Regions from separate parts of the Mus musculus genome. Here region 2 is linked to region 1. The links are chromatin contacts, called in public Hi-C maps. All regions are on one chromosome and are shown on one strand. The core of a region is the stretch at or near the end of the contact, and the rest is flanking DNA. Distances in the headings are between cores, read along the strand shown. Region 1 holds the start of 4930488B22Rik (RIKEN cDNA 4930488B22 gene). Region 2 holds the start of Prox1os (prospero homeobox 1, opposite strand).

Region 1 (7,850 bases), core at 3,234-5,733:
CTTAATCCAGGCCTGTCATCTTTCCCAATGATGGAGCTGGGACAGCTGTTGCCTCTTCCTCGATGGTAGGGTGGCTGCCAGGATGCCGGAGGGGCCCACCATCATAATTTCCATGCTTCAAGAGAAGTCTACATGCGCATGATACTTCTCTGAAACTGTAGGAGAGGGATATGCCCCTCTGCCTTTCACACCAAATTGACTTAATGTCTTTCTAAAGAGCTCTGAGCTCATCTCCAGGCCTGCTCAACTTCAAACGGGCCAGTGCTCTCATTAACCTAATTGCCTGGCATTAAGTAACTTGCTTAAATTACCAATTAATGGATGACAATCTGGGTCCAAACAAGACATTTTTAAAGCTATCCCACTAAAAAAAAGAAAGAAAGAAAGAAAAAGAAATCACTTTCAACCATGACCGATGAGCCTCTCCCTTTAGAGGATTATTACAATAATTAGAGTCGCTATGCTCTAAGCCCTGAGGCATTTCTAAAGCAGAGGTAAAAGTGACAAATTCCTGCAGACAGTAGGATCCTTCTCCCGTGATGGCATTTTTTGAAAGGTACGCCATTCAACCAAGCCACACTGAATTATAAAGTCGGTTAAGTGTCAGTTCTGGGGAACATTTGTCCTTGGAGAGAAAAATTTCCCTCAGGAAAAAAAAAATACTATCAGAAGCCCCTGTTGGCTACATTAAAACTAATAAACTCCTGATGATAAATTCCTCAGCAATGAGGAGGCCCCCGCTGCGCAGCGTCTGCAGTCTTTAGTCACAGGGAACAGGAGGCGCGGAGGTTGAATTATTGGCTAGACTCATTTTATTGGTTTGGGTTTGGGCGGGGTGGGAGCAATGGTTGTACCGCAGATTCTTTTCATGTTTCGCTTCCCACCTCCCTCAAGAAGCAGCTGGTTTTGTCTTTAGTTTCAAATGTCAATAAAATAATATGTCCGAGCCATCATTAGAAGGTAAGAATTGGACGTGGATATTTCCCCTAACACCTGAGGTCAATCTCAGCCGTTCTGCTGGAAAAGACACTCAAGACTCAACTAAAGAGCAAGCTGGGGGAGGAATGGAGAGCTGCGGGCCTGGCGGATAGGTGATTCTGGGGATGGAGGAAGAGATAACCTGATAGACACTGGCAGAAAGGGAAAGACGCTAAAGGCTAAGGCATTGTGGGTCGCAGCCCAGTAGGCTCACTCACCTACGGAGCCAGATTCTCCTCTCTTGTAGATAGAAGCGTGGTTTTAACTGTCACTATGGGGATGACAGCTGGGCTACGCAAGGTATGGAAATTCCAGTGCAAGTCTCAAGAACAGCATGGGGCTGGGGAGGCTGAACTGGGAGGAGGTGTACGAACTGGGACTGGAACCTTCTCATGGAGACAAGGACTGGTGCTGATCTCGGAATGCGGGTTGCGGCATTGCTTAAAGTCGGCCCACTCTACTCCCTTCAAGTCAGCCAGGAAGCTCTTCTCCACTCTAGGCTGGGCCAGTGAAGACAATAAAGAGAAATCCAAAGTGTGGACTGCAAAGGTGTTGACAGCAATCATCCGATCTCCTTTTAACTAGAACCAAAGCCTAAGGAATGCACGGAAACCCTGTGTGCGTGTAACACAGGCCCTGCCCCTGAGAAGCGCTGCTCATCTCAAGGGCTGCAGTCATGCCCAGGGCCTAGCAGTAACTGGTACTGATGGCCACACCCACTCCCTACCTTTTCTACTTGTTGGTGCCCAGAAGAATGACTTCCATGAGCCCCATGCTCATCCGCAGTTCTCAAGGTTCTCCAGCCAGAAACCAGAACAAGAGATGAGGATATTTCTCCCCCTTCCATCTGCATCATGACAGTTTCTGTGCCCTCTGCTCCCAATGGTGGGCTACTGCAATCCAATACTTTGAATGGGAAGCTGAGTAACAGTTTCCAAAGATAAGCAGTGTGTTGACCTTGCTTGCTCTCTGATGCTGTGATAAACATTGACCAAAAACGCCTTGGGGAGGAAAGAGTTTGCTTTTGAAGAGTTAGTCTTCAAGGAAGGCCAGATCAGAAACTCAAGCAGGAACCTAGAGGCGGGAACTGAAGCAGAGACCATGGAAGAATGCTGCTCACTAGTCTTCCCTCTGGCCTGTTCAGCTGTCTTCTTTGAATAAATCAAGCCTATCTGCACAGGGACGCCACTGCCCACCATGAGCTGGGCCCTCCCACACCAGTTAGGAATCAAGAAAATGTTCCTGCTTGCCCACAGGCCGATCTGATGGAGGCAATTTCTCAGCTGAGACTCCCTCTTCTAAAGTATCTCTAGTGTGTATCAAGTTGACAGAACTAATTAGCACATCCCTATTCCCAGTATTACCAATATTGTGAGGGTTACCTTATTTGGAAAAGGAGGATGCAGGTGTAATCAATTTAAAGACCCTGTGATGGCAGCTGACACTGGAGTCTGTGTGTTGGTGCTGAATGAAACCACACATCATTTATAAAAGGCAAAGGACTGGGGAGACAAATGAATAATAGTCTTTCTGTGCAAGCTTGAAGACCCAAGTATGGATCTCAGAGTTCCTGTTAAAGCCAAGTGTGCTGGCACATACCTTTATCCCAGCACTGGGGAAGCAGAAGCAGGAGGATTCTTAAGGCTTATTGACCAACCAACCTGTCCTAATTGGTGGACCCCCCCCCCAGCCAATGAGAGACCTTGTCTCAAATGCAAGAGGGCTAGAAATATGACTTGGGGGGGGGGACTTGTTATGCAAACATGAGTGTCCCAAGTATGCACATTAAAAAAATAAAAATAGAAATAAAAACAGATGTGGTTGTATCCATGGCACTGTGAAGCACGGAGACAGGAGGATCCCTGCAACTTACTGGCTGCTGGTATAGCTCTGGGTTCAGTTGAGACAGCCTGTCTCAAAAGAATAATGCAGAGATAGATAGGACGGCACACCCAAAGTTTTTCTCTAACATCTACAAGCAAACACATGTGCACACACACACACATACAAACAATGCACACATATACCACATGCATACCATATAAGATGAATACGTCTAAAGCAACACCCAAGGCTCACCTCTGACCTTCATACACACATGTATACATGTATATACATATATACACACACATCACACACACACACACACACACACACACACACACATGAGGAGGCCCAAAGGAAATTTGATGCAGAACAGAAGTCTATGTCATCAGAGAAACCAGGACTGAGGTGACAAGGACATAAACCACGGAGTGCCAGCAGCAACCTGAAGCTATAATAAAGCACATTTCTCCCCTTGTGACTTCCAGAAGGATCTACCCCTGTCAACACCATGTCTTCACCCTGAAAAACTCATTTCAGATGTCTGGCATCCAGAATGGTGAGACAATAAAGTGAGGAAGTTTTAAGTCACTAGGTTGATGCTAAATTGGGGTAGTAGCCTAAGAAACAAGCTGATACTCCCTCCCCAGCCTGCTGTGACTTGTGGAAACATCTCTGGGTGGCTTTCACACTTCCAGAAACAGTCCATCGAAAAGTGTCTTCAGAATGACCCGTAGAATCCGTCCCTTTACATCCTGCCAGAATTCCTTCTATTATAGTCTACTTTGTTTGCAAAAATAATAATAATTTGTGATATAATACTTAAATAGTACAATAAAATTTGTTCAAGGAGAAGACAAAAATGGGAGAGTGAGCCCGGAGGTGTGAGCCAGAAATCCCAGCCTTTGGGGATGCAGAGACAAAAACATTTGGAGTTCAAGGTCAACCCTGGCAACAAAGTGAGTTCCAGGCCAGCCTGAGCAGAGTGAGCCTCTGTACCACAAAAACAGAGAGGGGGGTGGGGGGAGGAGAAGAAGGGAGGAAGGAAGCAAACAGGGGAAGATGGGACTGGAGAGGTAGCTCTCTGGTTTAAAAGCAAGCAAGGTTCCTGCTGTGGTCCTAAGCTCAGTTCTCAGCACCCATATCAGCCAGCTCACAACCAGCTGTAACTCCAGTTCCAGGTGACTGGGTGCCCTCTTCTGGCCTCAGTGGGACCGACACAAGGGCACAAAGACACGCGATTGAAAATAAAACAGAGATGGAAGCCTGAAAGGAGGAAAAGGATGGAGAGACGGAAGAAGGGAGGGGATGACAAAGAATGCACAGTTGAAATTGATATCAGCACCCTAAATCCATACCTTACCTCTGGAGTGTTATAATAAATTATTTAAATCCCAGCCGAGGTTTCTACCCCACCTTTGGTTATTGAGTTCCTGGATGAAAAACACACTCACAGCCTTCATAGTTACAAGCCTTAAGCAGCACAATAGCTGAACGGATGGATACCTCACCTCCAAGCTGTTAGAATCCACTTCACTATTGATAACCCTGAGTTATTACTTACTATTTACCATGTTCCATCTGGGCTGCTCTTAACTCTGATTGGGTAGTTCTCATGACCCTTGACCCTTAACCCATTGTGACTTTCCTTCCTCCTCTCCAGTGAGCGCTCCTCTCCCACAAGCCTGGGAATCCTAAACCCTACCTATGTCTCTTCTGCACAGCTATTGACATCTTTATTCACCAATCAGAATTAACTTGGGGACAGGGTCACATGAGCTGTGTGCAGACTCCAGGTCTTGGGGGCCCACACTTAGCATTACAATAGACAGTAAAAGGCGAAACCTCAACACTGGACATTTACAGAGCCATTTACCCAGCCGGTGGGATTATTGTGTTCTCTAACAGCCACAGCAAAGGATGTCAGTGTGTCAGTCGCTTTCCTGTTGTGATAACACACAATGACCAGAAAGTGGGAAGCTAAGAAAAATCACTTCTGTCACTGCAAACAGAGCAGAGAGAGGACTGAGGCCATGATCACTCAATGCCCACCCTCAGTGGCGTGCTTCCTCCTGCATGGCTGCACCACCTAAAGGTTCCATGACTTCCCAAACAGCACATGGAACCACACATTCAAGTACCTGAGCCTGTGAGGACATTTCTCACTCGTCACCACCACTACTACACTATTTCCTAAACTGGTCTGATCATAACAACCCCTTGGATACTCATTAACCATCCACATATCCAGTCCCTACCTCACTGAAGATCTATAAAAGCAAATCTAGTAGAGAGGTAGTTAAATCTGGATTCTAACAAATCCCCAAGAGGGACGTGACCCGCAAGAGGGTCAGAGTTCATCGTGTAAAACGAAGGCATCCTGTCAAGACTGAAATGATGTCATCAACTGTGTGCCTGTCCAGGTGAGATCCACAGCTGTCAACACTCCCCAGTTCGAAGATGGCTTCTTGGTAAACTGGTAAGAAGGGAAATAAAAGAACATACTCGTGCCCTAATTGAAGATAGGTACAGTAATAGATTCCTGAATTTCATCTTCTGTTTCCCTTTTCCTCTTTCCAAATTCACTCAGGGTTTTTTGAGGGAATCTCCGTGGACAGGAAAGGGCAAAGGATCAAGGTCAGCTGATGCAGACAAAAGGAGGGGCCTATGGATTCCATCATTGTCATCCAACATCTTCCTAGGGTAAGAGACCATGTGGATTTTAGCTGGTGTAGTACACACAAGAACAGAGGCTTGGTAGCAGGATGAGTCAGACTTAGTGTAGGGAGATACCGAGAGAAGCATGGATGAAGATCCTCTCAGACAGATCCCTGAGTGCAGCTCCCTTCCCCACCGTCAGCCTTCAGTCCTGGGAGTTAATAACTTTCCTTTAAGGCCTATACCATCTCAAGTTGCACCTAAAGGCAGTACTGCCATTGTATTAATCTTAGATTTTTATTCAATTTTTAATTATGTGTTTGGGGTGGGGGAGAGATATGGGCACAGGTGCATGATGCCCATAGAAACCAAAAGAGGGAGCAAAATCCCTTTGAGTAGGAGTTACAGGCAGCTGTGGACCACACAGGACCCACCTCACTAGCCACGAAGGAAGCCACCGGTCATCTCCAATGCAAGGGTATGTGCAGCGCATGCAGCAGGGAAGGAAGGGGTGAGGCCTGATGACATCGTCGCCTCTCTGGCTGTCCTTTCCCAACTACTCCAGCTGCCCTGAGAGAATGACTTTAATACTTAACTAGGATGGTTAGCTCTTAAGAAGAGATTTCTGGTCCAAAGCCTGGGGTTTGATTCCCATCAATATAAAAATATTAATTATGGGAAAGGTTTTGCCTTGCTTTTCATTCCTTGACAACTTTATTCGAGTGGATTCTGAATTTAGGGTATTTTTCACCTCTATTACCCTCCCCCCTCCCTCTATCCTTCTCCTACTCTCCCTCTTTTCCTTCCTCTCCACCCACTTTCTCTCAAGCCCTTCTTCTTCCCAAAAGCTCCCTCTATTTTGATGTGTCCCCCTCCCCGCCCCATGGTGACATGGATAAGAATGAGTAGTTCATATCCAGTGGGGGAACACACCAGTGGCTACATTACTGAAGGAAACTACCTCCCCTTCTCCTGCAGCCATTAGCCACCCGCAGTCCCCCTGTTAGAGGTGGGGTCTCGGGAGCCTCTTGTGGCAAGATTTTTAATAGTAGAGAATTCCAGCTTCACCAAATAAAAATGTCCTGAATATTGTTATATAGTAACGTGACTCCCTCACCAGTACTAAACTTACTTACAGCTTACTGTTACTTACAGCTTACTGTTGCCCTTTACATATGCAGAAACAGCTATCATGGATACAGGAGTGGTTGCTGTTTAAACAGAGGCATGGTTACTGTTTAACTCTATGTAATGCGTTCTTCACAGTCACCTGGAAGGGGCAGGGTTATTACTACTATTCCTACTTCAGCATTTTTCAGAGTACTTTTTTTTAATTGTGTGTATGTCCGTGTATGAGTGCAATGCCCCTGGGGAGTCCAGAAGAGAATGGTGGATCTCTGGAGCTGGAGTTACAGGTCATTGGGAACTGTCTAACATGGGGAACTAACCTGAGTCCTCAGGAAGAGGAGTGCTCTTAACCAGGAGCTATTTCTCCTGCCTCTGTTGTGCTTGTTTTTAGAGGAGCACTGAAGCTTAGCTATCCCCAACTGACAGCAAAGGGAAAAATCAGTTCTCTCCAATGGCATCTCACTGGTATACAAACCACATTCAAGGGCACGCACCATACCCAGCAATAGATGGCTAATCCAAAACACGAACCCAGTGGTATTTGGGGAGATTTTTTTTTTCTCATAATGCTTTGTCTCGCCTTTAAAAAAAAATCTTACTTGTCTTTTGAAGACAGACAGACAGACAGACAGATGATAATAAAAAGATATATTTTTTCTCAGATTGGATGGGATTGAGATTTATGCTTGTCTGGGCATGTGTCCTGATATGTTTGTGCCTCTCATTCTTTTTCTTCAGTTTTGGTTTTTTGTGGGTTTTTTTTCTTCATTGTATCTTACTCTGGTTTATTTAGATTTTTTCCCCTCTGTTTGTTTTCTAAAAGGGGTGGGGGTTGAGAGAGAAGAGCAAAGAGTTGGATTAGTGGGGAGGTGGGAGGATCTGAGAGGAGAAACTGTAAAAAGAATATATTGTATGAAAAAGACTTATTTTCAATTTTAATTTGTTAAAAACAAAACAACAGCAACAAGTGAACCGAAGCTTAGAGTTCAAAGTTACAAAAGCTGTCCAGGATTACAAAGACAGCACATCCCACACAGCCTCCTGTGTGCTGAGGGGAGGCATCCAAGCGAGCCTCAGACTTCCTGACAGACTTTCTTTATAACTTACAGGATGATTTTCTTATCTGAGGCAGAGTCTCTGGAAGCCCAGGCTAGCCTCGGCTAACCATGTAGCCCAGCCCAGATCTCAAATTCCTGAACCTATTGCCTCTGCCTCCAAGATTACACCCAGTGTTTGTCTGTGGGACTATATCTACTTTTATA
Region 2 (7,850 bases), core at 2,374-4,873, 5.5 Mb after region 1:
CTTATCTAAAATTCCATTCATTTTTAACTTGAAAAATGAACAGAGAATATTTTTTGAGATCTGCCCAACATATTGATTTCCACTCATTTCAAAGTTGTAATTCATCAAATTGGGCAAATAAAAGAGTGTGAGAAATAATCTTAAAAAAACACACTCACACTTTTTTTCTTTTGGCAGGAAGACCAAAATGATCAGAATTGTCTTTTGAAGCTTGGGGTGAACTAGGCAATCATACTGAAGAAATTCTTTGTATGTATTTATACAAACACTGCATTTTAAATATATAACAACACATCACCATGCGTACTGTTTTCATAGTATAACATTGACAACATTTGATAATTTCCTTTAAAATTCTAAGTAGCAAAACTTATATTGATAGCACTGATAGTATGTAGCCTAAACCATACTTGAAATGATACAAGCGATCTGTGGAGAGAGATGTTAAGAGTTGAGTAAATAAGAAGGGTCTGGTAACTTACAAAGTGAGTCAGTTTTAGGCTTGGAGGTTGCACAACCTGCTTGCAAAGGAACCAAGCTAGCCATGAACACATGGAAAACAATGATACATGCTGCATATGCAAGGTTTTGTCCTCACAAGGTAATGACTAAAATGAGTAGATTTCTCCAGAACAGGCACATAAAATATCAGTAAGTGCCAAGCATGGCTAATGCCTATTAAAAATAAGGTATATGAAGATAGTCATAGGTAACATTTTAATTATTAAAATCTTCAAAAGCATACAAAGAAAGTTATAGAAGGGGGTGACTAATGTTTAAGTTAAAAGACTAAGTGACATGTATCTTTCATTTTCATGGAAACAAAGACAAATAACCCCAAATAACAAAACTAACCAACAGGAATGTTTATCATCTGGCCTATTCCCATACAACTCAAACAGGAGACACGGCCTCAGAAGGTTAAGTTTTAAGAACCTAGACAGACTTACATAGAAATCCCAACATCTCTCCTGCACAAAAGCAGACTTTCTTCTTTCTCACTGCAAGCAGCCTGTTTCATTCTGAAAACACTCAGAAGTTCTTGCAAGAAACTCTTCATAGAACTGGCTGCCCAGATCTTCCATCAAATAGCAAAAGCCCAGCTCCCTCTCACAGACTTAGATTCTCCCTCTCCATCAAAGTCCTATCTAGGACACCTGGCACATGTCTGATACAATGGCAGGCACGGTTCACTTTATGAGAGTATTTAACACAGGGTTTGAAAGAGTTTAGGCACACACTTATTCTTTTGGGGCAGGGAGAGAAAAAAAACACTACAAAGACAAGCTTTAATAGCCTTCACAGTTGTGAACTGGCTTTGGTATTTTAGGCAGTTACAAACTACTCATTGCTGTGCAACACACACACACACACACACACACACACACACACACACACACACACACACACACACACACACACGAGATTCCCCCCAACCCCCCTTCTAAGCACCGACTTGCCAGAGAGGCATAAACTGGAGGGAAGCAAAGAGAAAGTCAACTCCTTCCACCTGCTGCCCTGAAGTGGGGGTTGGGGGTGGGGTTGCTTTTGGCAGGCTGGCAGACAGAAGCCTGAGATATGACCTCAGCAGTCACCTGCCAACATCCTTAAGACAAATACACAAATACAAACTACCCCCCCCCAAAAAAAACCCTCTCACGGCAGGGGCTCAGACACAACAGCCAAGAGCCTGATTCCCATTAGCCTGACAATCCCGTTAAGGAGAACCACCATAAATTCACAAACCCCTTCGTCCCAGAAGCCTGGAGTCTGGAGCTGTACAGAAAGACAGACCCCAGGAAACTTGCACCTGTCTTTCTTGACACAACACACCTGTCCAGCCCTGTCCATGTGCGTTCTGTTAACAGACTTTTGCCTGACTGGTTTAGGAGAGGAAATGATTTTTTTTTTTTTTTTTTAACAGAGGGGCATGGGAAGGGGGTGGTAAAAAAGCAGGCAGAACTCGGAAAGGGAGAACAAGAGGGAGACTCTGAGAGAGGAGGCCACCCTGGGCTTGTTCTGTTTTCATTAGCTTAAGGAGACAACACAGATCTTCTAGGAAAAATAGAAGCAAGCAGGTGCGGTTCCAGCCTTCCCCGAGGCAGAGAAGGGCTCTGGGCTGCCAAGAACAGCGTTTCGCGCTCCAACCAGCAACCTTGGGCTACTTAAGACTGTCTCTCAGCCCCTCCTTCGGCTTCTGCTCTGAGCCGCCAGGAAGACTCAACTTCCCAAGAAGCTAGGCAGGGGTGGGAGAGTCTGAGTGTGGCTCGCTGCTCTCCCCCGGCCCCCATCGCTCTCTGCATAGGCGCTCAGTTTAGCAGGACTAACCGGCTGGCGCAGCAAAGGCAACGACAACTTGCTCAGCTGGACTTTGGGTGAGGTCTACCGCCCCCCTCCCCGTCTCTTCCCCTTGTCTGTTCAGGCAAGATAGCAGCTCTCCCCCTTCCTCCCGCCCTCCTCGTCCTTCTTCTCAGCAACAATCACTCTCACCTCTCCACTCTGCTGGGCTCTTCTCCTCCCTCCCCAGTCCTAGGAACTGGGGCAGCAGAGTAGCGGCACTCAGCGAGGCCAGGGCGCAGCTGCCCACCACCCAAGCGTGCCAGTAATGGCTGGGAGCTTCTTCTCGTCTATGGGCGGCCCAAGCACAACCCGACCCCGGGCCGGCCCTCTTCGGTGCGGCGTCCAGGTCGCCCCACTAGCGACCCCTGAGGCTCTCGGGCAAACTCCCCCTACTCAGTGCTTCCCAGCGCGGCGCAAGCAGACTGGGTGGACTGGCACCGCGCTCGCTCCTCCGTACCGGACCGTCCCCCAACTCGTCTCTCCTCTGTTGCAGAGCTGGGTGCAAGCTCCCGGCGCTGAGCACACAGAGGAAAGTCACCGGGCGCCCCCTCCTCCCCGCCCTCTTCCCCACGGCCGGCCCTCTGCCCCGGGTTAAAAAAGGAGAAGTGAAAGGTATGCAAACAGCAAGCAAATAGGGAAAGCCGGGAAGAAAGGCAGCTAGAATAAACAAGACAAAGGGAGAAGGACTCGGGGACAGGCCCTGGAGTTTCAACTCCCGGAGAAGAAAAAGAAGAAGCTGGGAAGATTGCAAGAAAAAAAAAATCTAGAAGAACAACAACCAAAAGGGACTCATCCCCCTCGCGGCCCCCTCCCCTGAAAAGAGTGCAAGAAAAATAAAGAAATAAAAATAATACAAAATAAAAGAAAGCCAGAGCCTCAGCGCATCCCAGACACAGTACACAAAAGGTGACAAGATCAGCGACAAGTCCAGCAACACCAGCCTCCCCCCATCGCCACCATCATCCCAGTCACCGGCAGGCGCGAGAAAGAAATAAAAGCCAAGCAGGTCACTTACTCTTCGTTTACTGGGAGGAGCGGAGCTCGGAGTTCCACTGAGCCTCCTGCTTAGAAAACTGTTTTTAGAGGCTATTTGATCACGATTCATGTAAATAACACCATTTTCCCCCTTGGAAAAAGAATGTTTACACGGGTGTGAGTAACGGGAGGCTCTTCTCTCTCTTTCCCATTCAAGAACGAGCCAGTGCGAGCGATTCTGGAAAAGGGGAGGGGACAGCAACCGGGTGAAGATACTTACGCGGTGCGGGCAGCAGCGGGGCGCAGCCACTCTCTCTCTTTCTCTCTCTCTTTCTTTTCACTCTCTCTCTCTCTCCCCCTCTCTTCTTCTCTTGCGGGCAGAGAAGAAACCCACGCGCGCACGCGGTGATGTCTTACTGGTGATAATTGGCCCAGGGGTCGGTGAGTCTGTGCGGGAGCGAGTGATCTGGGCGAGTGCTGAGAGGCGAGGGGAGAAAGGAGGGAGGGGAGGGGAGAGGCGCGCAGGGCAGAGCCGGGAGCCCGGGGAAAGAAGGGGAGAGAGAGCGGAGAAGGCGGCGAGGGCTGGAGCGCGGAGCGGTGGCCCGAGGAGCAGCGGGCACGGCGGAGAGGCTTGTGTGCGCCGCGCGGCTTCCCCGGCTGCAGTGGCCGTCGCTTTCCCAGCGCTCTCTCAGCTGAGGGCTCCGCTCCACAACAAGATTTACTTTAAGACACAGCTGAAGGAAACAGGAAGACTGCACGTCACAGTCCCACTGACGTACCCGGTCCCAGCACCCAATCGCGAGGCGCCTTCGGATTCAAGGGGGGATAGCGAGGCAAGAGAACTTGTGAGGAAAAAAATATACATATATATAAAAGGGGTGGGGGTGAGGGGCTGGGGAGAGAGGAGGAGAGGGGGGCCCAGCGCTCCCCCGCCCGGGCCACCAGCCCCGGCCCCCACCCCGCCCTGCCACTGCTTGGGGCGCCTGGATCGCCGCGCCCCGGCCGCCGCGAGCCATCTGCGGGCGTTGTGCACCGCGGCGCCCGGCTCACACTTGCTCTTCCAGGACGCAGGTCTTTTTTTTTTTTTTTTTTTTTTTTCCATTTCACTGACACAGATGATGGAGTTCTCCCAGCGGCCGGGAGCACTCCCCAGACTGGGATGGAGGAAGGCTCGGAAAAGTATACAGGATAAAAAAAAGTGGATATTTTAAGGGTCGGGGTGGCATAAAGGGCGGAATGTTGTGGGGGGGGGGCACAACTCGTTCTGCTTTGGAAATGATCATAGATAGTATCAATAGGACCAGTCACCCTAGTTTCCTTTTAAAGAGGATGAGCAAACACAGGTAGGCTTAGGTTTTAAAAAATAAATAAGTGCCAGAGATTTCACACTGGGGCCGCTAAGTCTGATATTAAAAACCTCTACCCGCACTGGCTGAGTCCCAGTCAATCAGACCTCAGAATTTATAGGAATTCGCCCCCGATTACCTTTAAAAGTATTATTTCAATTGTAGGCATAGTGACCACATATGCTATAAACATCGTTTCTGGCCACCCTTCTCCAGTTCGCACATCCCTACATGGCCAAAGAAACTAGTTCGATATAGGATTCACATGATTTCGAAGTCTGAATGACAAACTTAAAAGTTTATTGGGCAAGACATCTCAGACTCTAATACTTAAAGCCACATAAAACACACGTTGGTTTGACATCTTGGGTGAAAATTAGCAGCAAGGTTTCTTCAGATAACGTGGCTCTTAAAGAGGGCCTTGGCTTTCCTTGACAAATGCTGAAGAGCCTCCAGCCTCAGCTTGAATGGTCCTCTCCCTGGGCACAGTTAACAGCAGCGCTTACTAAAGAGGCAGTGTGGACATAAACACTCCATAAACCCCGAGCCTCAAGAGCTGAGAAGCACTTTAAATGTTCATACCTAGGAGATTAGAGACTTTTACAAAAGGTGCTGTGGGGACAAGAATTTTTTCTGAGTCCCTCCAATTCAATCAGATCAAAGGTTGAAACGTGTTGTGACAGGGTATTTATAAGATGCGAGTACACCAGCAGACCCGCCGCCATCGTCTGCCGCGCACACTCTAGGACCTTCTCCGATTTATCAGAATGGGAGAGGATATTAATCCCCTGTGAGTCGAACAACGGTGTCAGTGTGTATGTCTGAAGTGTGTGCCCTGTGGGAAACTTTTGGCAGGCACGGAATTCAAATATTGAAAAGGACAGGGGGGGGGAGGGAGAGAGAGAGAGAGAGAGAGAGAGAGAGAGAGAGAGAGAGAGAGAGAGAGAGAGGTAGGTGGGTGTGCAGGAAAAAAAGCTCACCTAAGCACACCTATCCGTCTTCCCACCTCCTTGACTGCCTGAAGACTTTCCCGAGCTCAAGTCGGGAAACAGCATTGCCCAGCGCTTGCTCAGTACACTACCCGCACCTCCAATGATGGACTCCTGTCGTAAATCGGGGCCAGGGAGTGAAATTACCCACTCACGTGCCCGTTAGATGGGGGTGAAATATGGGTTGGACACCTTTGAGGTAAACGGATGTACTGAAAAGGGTGGAATTTGGGATTCGAGAATTTTTTCGACCCTTTATTTTTTCTCTTGAAGAATCTGTTTGCGCTTGTAAGTTAGCGTCAGTTCGACGGCTAAAAGGGAGGATACAGAGGAAGGAAGAAAGGAGGTTGGAGGGGGAGAAAAGAGGCAAGGGTGGACGGAGAGATTCCACTCTGTTGTAGTTTGTTGTAGTTGCACTTAGCGTTCGGACGCACGCTTTGCACATGACACGATTGGGATCTGGCGGCGGGAAAAGTTTCCTGCGTGCCCTCAAATAAGTCATTTATCAATCTCGCAGAGGGACAAAATAGGCCTGACATAAAGCTGGGGTAACCACCAGACAGACAAGCAAACTCCCCACCGACAGCCTGCGCCTCTGAGGCTCAGCTGCAGCAGTTCGCAGCCCGCAGTAGGGCACAGGAGCTGCGCGTGGAAAGCCGAGCGCTGGCCATGCTGGGCGTGTGAGCTGGGGTGGCGACCTGGGGTTCTGAAAGGTTTAGCCGAGCCCTGTCTTGCCCCCTAACTGTCCAGGCCACGCGTGAGCCAAGCTCCCGGCGTGCTGTCTGGCCAGGGCTTAAGCGGAGCTCCCCTGGGTTCCAAGCCGCACTAGAGCAGTCGCGGTCGTGAGGCCCAGGGCCCCTATCTCTGCCGACTCGCGGTTTGTTTTCTGATAGAGAAAAAGCTATCAGTCAGCCTGGAGACCAGAGGTGTCCTAAATACCGGCTACATCTGCGAAGTCAGGGGCCAAGCTCCTTGCAAACCATTCTTTTGCCCATCCTGGCCAGCACCATCCTAGACACTTAAAGTGAGCACAAGTTCTGATTCGTCTTGGGATGAGCCGCGCTCTTGCAGGTTGTACTAGTGGCTTATCTGAAGAGTGATTAAAGTGTTGTTAGCGAAAAGCAGTTGTGCATCCGGGCTGAACACACTTTGCCTTGACTTTTTCCTCCTGTTTCTTCTTAAAAACCCTTAGGGGCCAGGAAGGGAAAGCATTGCTTTATAGGTCATCTGAAACCTTACAAACAGCAGGCACCAGTGCCTAAAAGATGTTGGGGGCGGGGGGGGGGGGGGTCAAGCGGATCCAATGAAGAGGCAAACCGAGAGCGGGATGCTGGAGAGCCTTGGAGGCCTCCTGCCTGCCCACCCACCCACCACCACCCACCTGAGGAGGGGACGAGAGGGAGGTCGCTGTAGCAGCGGGAGCAGACCAGCCTGCTGCACGTCGCCTAGAGGCGGGCTGACGGCTGGCCTCTTCCTCTCCTCCCCTGTTCCCAGCATGACGCCTAACCCAACCTGGATTTGTTCTGAGTGGCGGGGGAGAAAGTGAAATGCCACCAGATCAGTGGCAAGTAGCAGCTGTGGCAGCTCTCTCTTGGGGACGCCACTGCACAGAAGCCTCGAGTGATGTTTGTTTAACCAACAGCTTTCAAAGTAAACACCAGCGAGTCCCTCCAAAGAAGTTGGGAGCCATGAGGACTGTCAGAAAAACTGATTTAAAATAATAATAATAATAATAATAATAATAATAATAATAATAATGATAAAGCTTTCTCCCCACCAGAACAAAAAGAGCACCCACCCACACACATTTTACCATAAAATGGCACAGGATCGCCACACTCGTAAACATTCATAGGAAAGACTTAACACGCAACAAGGTGACCTCAAAGAAAAACACAACCCCACGGGAATGAAGGGTTACTGGTGACCGAGGGAGTGTGTGTCATAGGACAGCTTGATGCGGGGAAGTGGACAGAAACGAACAAAGGGCCAGGGGAGGGTATTCCCTGCCCTAGAAGAATAAGGAGTAGGCTGGAAGCTATTCTCCGCCAGCCCTGGCTTTGCCTCAGGCACCGAACTTTCCAATATCAAGATATTAACAGATGGTGCGGAGCGCAGGGAGGGCTCTTACTTACATAACCCAGCCACTGCACCGGGCTGCGATGCGAGAGGCACTCGCCAGGCCTTCGGTGGGGCTGCT

The links. A called contact is a pair of places that touch in the nucleus more often than the background predicts.
Region 2: a Hi-C map of embryonic stem cells shows a contact between it and region 1, with 12 times the contacts expected there. The contact joins the promoter of Prox1os here to the promoter of 4930488B22Rik in region 1. A contact is called at or near these places in 1 of 39 promoter capture datasets (embryonic stem cells), 15 of 484 Hi-C or Micro-C datasets (all in embryonic stem cells) and 3 of 115 datasets of contacts at active chromatin or transcription factors (all in embryonic stem cells).

Annotation. Positions count from the first base shown.
Region 1 is chr1:184,708,014-184,715,863 of GRCm38.p6, forward strand. It overlaps 4930488B22Rik (RIKEN cDNA 4930488B22 gene), which reads left to right and starts at 4,484. Exons shown (of 3, transcript NR_040627.1): 1 at 4,484-5,281; 2 at 5,393-5,505.
Region 2 is chr1:190,166,673-190,174,522 of GRCm38.p6, forward strand. It overlaps Prox1os (prospero homeobox 1, opposite strand), which reads left to right and starts at 3,624. Exons shown (of 2, transcript NR_151620.1): 1 at 3,624-3,756. Prox1 (prospero homeobox 1) reads right to left here and starts at 4,155. Exons shown (of 5, transcript NM_008937.3): 1 at 3,596-4,155.